Linked DNA regions of Ovis aries: region 2 is linked to region 1. Evidence: chromatin contacts called from public Hi-C data. All regions are on one chromosome and are shown on one strand. Each heading gives the region's core, a stretch centred on a gene start, on an enhancer-like site or on the middle of the called end of the contact. The rest is flanking DNA. Distances are from core to core; before and after follow the strand shown. Region 1 overlaps SYNPO2 (synaptopodin 2). Region 2 overlaps SEC24D (SEC24 homolog D, COPII coat complex component).

Region 1 (4,002 bases), core at 498-2,997:
AAATGCATCTCTCTCTTGGAAATATAATTCTACTTTAGTTACAGCAAGAATAAGTGTAAATCTTGGGGAAATTTTAAATTATATTACTAGCAACCTTTATAGCTGTGGGTAGAAATGATACAGAAATCAAGTCATGTATAATGAGAACCTGACAGTTTTAGAAAAACAAAAATTTATATTTAAAATTTTAATATTAATATTGTTATAAAAAATAAATTGGTGGCAAGTTAACTTATAGCACTATCAATGATAAAAATAAGCATGATAATTCACAGATAATTTTTGAATTCCTCAAAAGAGTTAAGTAAAAATTTGACATTAAAAAAAAATTTTTTTTGATTGAAAATTACCTCTGTGACTGGGGAAAAAAATCAGACTTAATGGTTAATTTTAAAAAAATAAAATAGACTCAAAATAGTTTTACAACAAAATTACAGATATTCACTGGTAATCAAATTTTACTTAGAGAAAACAGTAAAAAGCATGGTCATCCCTAAATGTAATTCCTTTTTTGACTAGTGTTATACAACTTACTATTAAATTGACAGTCACAGTTGCACAGTTGTTGCTAACTTCACTGCCAACATGTAAAGTATGTGAGTGCTGCCTTACTATACTTGTTTAATATGCTATAAATGTGAAGATGCATACAGATGCTTAAAGTATAAGGAATGATTAACAGCACTTGTCAATTCAGCTACACATGGTTACGCTAAAAATATGCTTTAAAAGGAATAACAGTAAGGAGAATTAATATACTACTTTGAATAACCAAGATTATTACTGTTGTGTATCACTCATACATTCAAGTGCCTTTGATAGTCAATCTTTACCTCCTCAAATGCCTAAAGGAAATTCCAAATTTGTTTTTAAAAAGTTCATGAGAGAAAATTATAGAAATCATAAAACCTAACTGCCATTCCTATCTTCATCCGCCTTTCTGTAATCACTCTCCTGGGTAAAATAAAACACCATAAAAGGCCTTGATTTTAAAATATATCTTGAGTTGGGAGACATTTAAATGACTTCACATGGCCTTGGGGATTGACTTCTGTGTCTAGAAGGTAGATGAGATGCTTTGCAGTCTAGTGAAGACTTAACAAAACGGAGAGGATCATGTAACTGCTCAGTCTTGCACATGTCCTTGTCCATCAAACTCCCTTCTGCAAGCATCATCATGCTGCACAATGATTTTTTTTCAAAACGAGGATCTGCTTTTAATATCAGTGGTTGAGCCTGTGTTTTAAAGACACCTCTCCGCAGCAAACTCAACCGTTTTTGACATTTAAACTCCGCATCCACGTGACTGCAAAGACTCTCAAATGCTATTTTAACATGGAATATGAGACAAATCAAAAAAGGCACATTAACTTTAGTATTTTCTTTAACAGTCCCCATGTCTTTGGGAAGAAAAGAAAGTGCATTAAAAACATTCAAATCTACTACAAAGTTAAAACTTATTACTTCCAGTTCAGAAATTGGTGTTTTCTACAATTTCATGTTTGTTATTTTGTGCATTAGTTAAAAAAAAAAAAAAAAAGCCAATGAAAGACATAAGAAAAACCTTAAAAAGAAAAAATCCAGGCAGGCGAACCAGCAGCAAAGCGCCCTAAGCTCCCAAGCCCCTTCCAGCTGCCCAGCAGTGCTCCCAGGGCAGGACTTACGTGCGTGGCGCGCTCTGTGCTTGTGAGGTCTGCTGTGATCCCTTTCTGAGCGTGGATCTTCTCCCTGCTCTGCGCCTTCTGATGAGACTGCAAAGGATACCAGAGAAGGAGGTGCTTCTGACTGCCCTCCTTCCACTGGAGAATCCACACACCCCTTTGCTGCCTGAAGCCTGCACCCTTCCGTCTTCTGCCTGTCAGAGCAGTCGAAGATCACTTCCACGCGGGGCAGCCCCGTGTCTGCCGCTTCATTTCCCTGGATCACTCTCAGCCCCTGGCCACTGGAGATCTGGATTGTCTTGCTGGACCTCAGAGGAGGGTCCTCCTTCTCGATAGTGGGGGCAGAATTTATGTGGACAATCCCGTCATGCTGTAAATTAGGCTCTGGGTCAGGAGACTTAGATTTTTCTGCTCCCAGGAGAGCCACTACGGCGGCGCTCGTGCCCTTGTGTCTCTCTTGTGACAGGGACAGTTGCAGCTCAACCACAGTGCCTGGCCGCCCCGCTTCTGCCTTCTCACTGAAGATAATCTCCTCTGGTGAGCGTCCACTTTCAGAGTCAGACGTGTGAGGGGCCAGGCCTGTTTCTTCTTTTATGCTCCCAGACAAACCAGCACCACTCGCTTGCTCCTCAGCTAGGGGAGCTCCACTCTTGACAGGGACCATGTAGAACTCTCTGTACTGGCTCTTTGTGGCTGGTCGAATCTGTAGGGTGGTACTTTCCACGTACCCTTCATGGGGGACATTCTCCTGGTTTTTGTTTTCACTTTCAGAGATCGAAGTTTCACTTATTCCACTGGATGGTCTGCACACAGGAAAATTAGTCCAGACAGTTAAATCAGAGTGTATTATACCTGCCAAAGAACTTCCTGACACTTGTATGATGTCTAATACACAATACAGTAAAAATATTTCCTCCTAAATGTCAGCTGCAACATATTTGAAAACAGAACTTGGCAACATGTTTATATTATTATTTAAAGATCTTCCAAATAAACTTGTCTGTAAAGCAAAGCAAAAATGCTCACAAAAGTTTATAAAACCAAAATCCATCCTAAATTCACTTTTTTTCTTTTTTTTTTTTAAAGCATAGGTTATAGCTATATGGATGCCCTTCACCTATAATTATTGGGGTGTTTTCAAACAATCATGTTTGTTATAATATGACAAAGCATTGTCTCATTGACTGAGTTAGGTCTGCATATTGTAAAGTTTTATAAACATATTCAGCAGCTTCAGAGCAATATTAGTATACAGATAACTCAAGTAATCCTTTTAGAGGCTGTGCTTTCTTGAAAGGAATGAAATAGAAGCTGTTTTTTAAGCTCCAGTGAGCATGTGTTTTGTAATAAGTGGACCCCAGCCCAGTACTCTTGTGCAAAAAGAAATCCTTTCCATGCTGCAATGAATCATTGAGTCATGGAGTATTTATAATCTGAAATGTCTCTCCTTCTCTATTTGAACTTGTCACTTGGAGCATTTTCCTTATAGGATCTCTGAAGTCAAACTGTTCCTTAATCGCTCAGATAAGGAGCCCTCAGCTGTTCACCACAGTCTTTTTATTTTGACCTTAACTGTTCCCAGCTGGTTTTGCAAATGTGTGTTTGCAAGAAGCAAAGTCAATTAAGGGTTAAATGACTTCTTGCATGAAACTCTAATTTAAACTCTTACTGCTTTTAGAAGAGAAGCATCATTCACAGAACAGCTGTAGGAGATGCTTTCATTTCTTACATTTGTAAATTTTTTAAAGAAGCAGTGGCATCTATCTCAGTCCCATTCTTTTTCCCTCAAAAGTACCCTAACTAGTGCAGGATCATTTATTGAAGGGAGTGAGCCCATACTTCTATTATATTCGAAGGAATTCACCTTAGAATTTATGTAGTAGTAAAATTTAGACCAATATTCAAAATAATTACTCTTGACTTTGATTTTCACTGAATTTAGCAAAACAAAAATAAACAAAGCACAAGCTAACAATCAAATGAAACGCAGCTTTCTCTGTGCAAATAATCTGTAGAGCTTCCTGGTAATAGCAAAAAAAAAAATTATAGTATTTTTAAAACATGATGAAAGCAAATTAAATATTTCTTATATAGGAAGTGATGAATACACTCTATGCAACTGAAATTTAAGTGTTTCAAAAGGGCAGAGTTAATTTAGGAAGGTCTTGAGATAGAAGTAGATTAAATCACTTTGAATTATATTAGCAATAAATTATGAAGCTGAGAAGAGAGTAGTGTGAATTCATTCCAGCTTTACAGACTGTAATACAGGCAAATGGGTCAGATAAATATTAACATTTATTGGTAGCCAAAATAAAATGGATAGATATACATGAATACA
Region 2 (4,115 bases), core at 1,548-4,047, 290 kb after region 1:
TTTTGTGTGGGTATTGCCTTGAATTCCACACAGTCTCAAGAGAGGCGTCCTTACTCCCCTCGTGGACACTGAGTTAAGTTCCTTAATGAGTCTGGAGTTTTCACATTTCAGTGACTACAATGGTAGGACTTCAGAAGAAACCTGGAAGCCCTGTGCCCACGTGTCTCTCGCTTCTGCTTGCTTCCTGTAGACGCCTCTCTACCTGGTAAACCACGGGGAGACTGGACCAGTCAGATGCAACAGGTGCAAAGCCTACATGTGCCCGTTCATGCAGTTCATCGAAGGCGGGAGGAGGTACCAGTGCGGCTTCTGCAGCTGCGTGAATGACGGTGAGTGGTGCCCGCGGCGGGTCTGAGAGCCGGCTGCTCCCTCGGCGGTTTCCTGCCTGCGTCATCACGTCCGTGACCTCTCGGCTCGAGGGCCTGCGTCATCACGTCCGTGACCTCTCGGCTCGAGGGCGTGCCCTGGTGGGGGAGCAATGCTGGCCGCCTTGTGCACTCGCACCCTAAACACAGCCCATGGCTTCGCCCAGCCCTCACCCAGTGCAGGAGACTGACAGAGTGAGGCCTCCTCAAAAAGACCTTTAAAAGCCCCGTGCTGTGGCGTGGGATCTCGGTTCCCAGCCTTGTCTGGAGGACGGGCCCCCGGGAGCTCTCTCGCCCTGCAGCGGCTGTGGCCCCTGTTCCGCACACAGTGGGTATACTGGTGCCAGCAGGCTCCGCTGGTTCTCCGCCTTTGCTGCTCTTTCTAAGGAAGGTCTTATTCCATCGCTCGTGCTTCACGAAATCTGCAGCCAAATCCTACACAACCCTGGGATCTGCATTTCAGGAACCCTGCGAGCACACGCTTCCAAGTGCTTTCGTTTTGGGGGAAGATGTCAGGAGATGGCAAAGGCCTCTCCTGGAGCATTTTTGCCACGCCTCCACCAAGTCCCAGCGTGTTCACTCAAGCCCGCAACTTTCTTCGCAAGGTGATCAGAGATCCATCCAGGACCCATCCGCAAAGAGCATCTAGGATCTTTGTTTTCTCTGGCCTCATGCCCAAAGTGTCCATGCGAAGCCTTAAAAGGCCCTGCCGCTTCCTGGTAGAGTAAAAACACCCAAGGGAATGCCTCAGGTGTCCACTCCTAGGAAGCTGCTGTGTTCATTTGCTAATAGGGTTGTTCATATTGTTGTTGTTCAGTTGCTAAGTTGTGTCTGACTCTGCGATCCTATGGACTGCAGCACGCCAGGCTTCCCTGTCCTTCACTGTCTCCTTGAGTTTGCTCAGACTTATGTCCACTGAGTCAGTGATGCCATCCAACCATCTCATCCTCTGTCACCCCCTTCTATTGCCTTCAGTCTTTCCCAGCATGAGGGTCTTTTCCAGTGAGTCTCTTTTTCACATTAGGTAGCCACAGTATTAGAGCTTAAGCATCAGTCCTTCCAATGAATACTCAGGGTTGATTTCCTTTAGGACTGACTGGTTTCATCTGCTTGCTGTCCAAGGGATTCTCAGGAGTCTTCTTCAACACCACAGTTCAAAAGCATAAATTCTTTGGCACTCAGCTTTCTTTATGGTCCAACTCTCACATCCATACATAACTACTGGAAAAACCGTAGCTTTGGCTATATGGACCTTTGTCAGCAAAAATACTAGATTCCAATATTTGTTCCTGCAAGAAAGCCAGACCCCCTTAGAGACACACTGGTAGCTGCATTCTTCATTTAGGTTTAGAGAAGGCAAGGCTTGTTAGAACCTTGCTGGCATTGTCAAATGGGTTCGCTCTGTTTTCCTTCAAAATGTCAGGGATCCTCTCTCAGTCGGAAGAACTTGAGGCCAAAAACGCAGGAAGACAAGTGTCACGTGGCCGCATGTAGTTTATGGGAGGACTTGAATCTGGTTTATAAAACATGGCAGGTAATATTAAATGCTAACAAATGTAAAGCTAATTGATTTTAAGGGGAATTTTTTTTTCACCAGTTACATGTAGATGTGTGAATAAAAATAAATTCTAGAAAGTGTGTAGAAAGTACCACTCATACATCCTGGAACAGCTGGTGTAGTATTATCCATCTCATCTATTCTTGCCTGGAAAATTCCATGGATAGAGGAACCTGACAGGCTGCAGTCGGGTTTCAGATGAGTTGGACACGACTAAGTAACTGAGCGTGCTAAACATAACAGGAGAGCAGTTTAAGGCCGTCATAGCCTTCTTAGCTCAGCTGAGACTATCAGCTTCCCACTGCCACAATCTTTTCAGAACACTGAATATTCCAAGTTCAGAGATCCCTATGTACAAGTGAATCTTATAAAACTTGTTTAAAAAGAAATGGCCACAATTTAGTAAGAAAATAGAAAAAAAAAAAAAAAAGCAAGCCTTAGTGACTATTTTCTTAGGTCCAAACTAAGAAAACAGTCCTCTTGTAACCCATGTGCTAGTGATAGTGAAAGTCACTCAGTCGTGTCTGATTCTTTGTGACCTCATGGACTATACAGTCCATGGAGTTCTCCAGGCCAGAATACTGGAGTGGGTAGCCTTTCCCTTCTCCAAGGGATCTTTCCAACCCAGGGATCGAACCCAGGTCTCCCACATTGCAGTCGGATTCCTTACCAGCTGAGCCACCAGGGAAGCCCAACCCCTGTGCTAAATTCATAACTAAAAATAAACAATACTGAGTTATTGGTTTTAAAACAAGTCATTAGTTACACGGTTTTACAAAGGAAAATGTTGTTCTTTATGAAATGCTTAAAACCAGAGCACAGCTAGTTATTCTAAGCACCCCTGTTGTCAGTCGCTTAATAGTCAGCCCCGTTCTTCTCAAGGCAGTAGAGTTTGCACAGAGATACCAGGCCTTATTTGTCCAAGAGTTCAGTGTGTGAGTCATAAGTGTTCCTGTCCTATTGGATGACTTCCAGGCCTTTGCCAGAACTAACCTTCTTAGACATTTGAATCAAATTAAGAGTTCCTGAGCTGAGATCTCATGGTGTAGTCTTTCCCTAATACAGTAATCGTCTCCACTCTGAAGCCCAGACATTAAAGATTACCGTGCAAACTCCCCATGGCTGAAGACATCTCTGATTAAAAGATAATAAACATTAGAGCTAATAGTATAGTCCAAATAACCAATGTATATTTGCTGGGGTATTGAAAATTTTAATAGTTTGAAAAGTTAGAATTCCTTTGAGAAAAGGTAATTAAATAGGGAGAGTTAACTTTTGGTTGTGATGATTTAAAAACTCCGGTGCTTTTATCTGCTGCTTCTCTGTAATGATCCAGACCATTAATGTTCTTTGTCATCAGTAACTGGCAGAAGGGTCAGGAAGATATTTTGGAAAACCCTCATTCTTTCCAAGACTGGAAAGAAGGACTAGTGGATTTTTAGAATATGCTACATTCCAGCTTTAAAATGCTTTTTTCCCCTCATACTAACTCCTTTCCTCCCATAATAAACTTTGAGAACTTACTAAATTGTCTGTGTTGTAAAAACAAAAGATTCCCTTTCCTATTTTGTTTTTATTAGTTCCACCATTCTATTTCCAACATCTGGACCACATCGGGAGAAGACTGGACCACTATGAGAAGCCAGAGTTATCTCTAGGATCGTATGAATATGTTGCTACTTTGGATTACTGCAGGGTAAGTACTCCCAGGACTAACAGTGTTTATATATGGATATCAGATACAAGTGAATAACTTTCATGTTTAATGAACTGACTCTTAATTCACAACCAAAGCATTTGAGTGGTGCCATGGGGAAGTAGAAATCCCTAAGACACAGATCAAGCCGTCTAGGCTGTTAATGTGATTAAACAGCCAGACCATCCGCTGCAATGACAGGAAGAAAAAAATAATGATTTCATTTTTATGTCCCTTTAAGAGAGAATATGCTAGTTCTTAATGCAGCAGTTCCCTACAGCACCTCTGCCCTATTTGTTTTGTCAGTCATCCGCAAAGAATCTCCCTTCTCAGGCTGAAGGTCAGCCAGTATGGTCGGCAAGGCTATTGGCGTGTTTCTCTGGCTCTCTTCTCCACTCCCTCTGGCACCACTGTACGTTAGGCTCTCAGAATCGCCCTTAGGTTATTTCAGCAGCCCGGGATCCTGTCCTCTGGCTTCCTTGCTTTAAAATGTAAC

What was found. A called contact is a pair of places that touch in the nucleus more often than the background predicts.
Region 2: a contact with region 1 is called in a Hi-C map of tail adipose tissue, with 4 times the contacts expected there. The contact joins two enhancer-like sites. A contact is called at or near these places in 2 of 16 Hi-C or Micro-C datasets (muscle and tail adipose tissue).

What each region holds. Positions count from the first base shown.
Region 1 is chr6:6,652,219-6,656,220 of ARS-UI_Ramb_v3.0, forward strand. It overlaps SYNPO2 (synaptopodin 2), which reads right to left. Exons shown (of 5, transcript XM_012179415.4): 3 at 1,665-2,464. Among named protein-coding and RNA genes, the nearest start is that of MYOZ2, 130 kb to the left of the region's middle. Within about 2 kb of position 1,748, at least 13 of the 54 cell types and tissues checked have an H3K27ac peak or open chromatin away from gene starts, as enhancers often do. A contact at or near this core is called in muscle and tail adipose tissue, where this site is marked.
Region 2 is chr6:6,944,789-6,948,903 of ARS-UI_Ramb_v3.0, forward strand. SEC24D (SEC24 homolog D, COPII coat complex component) reads left to right here. Exons shown (of 22, transcript XM_060416693.1): 9 at 191-329; 10 at 3,504-3,619. Among named protein-coding and RNA genes, the nearest start is that of SEC24D, 72 kb to the left of the region's middle. Within about 2 kb of position 2,798, at least 26 of the 54 cell types and tissues checked have an H3K27ac peak or open chromatin away from gene starts, as enhancers often do. A contact at or near this core is called in muscle and tail adipose tissue, where this site is marked.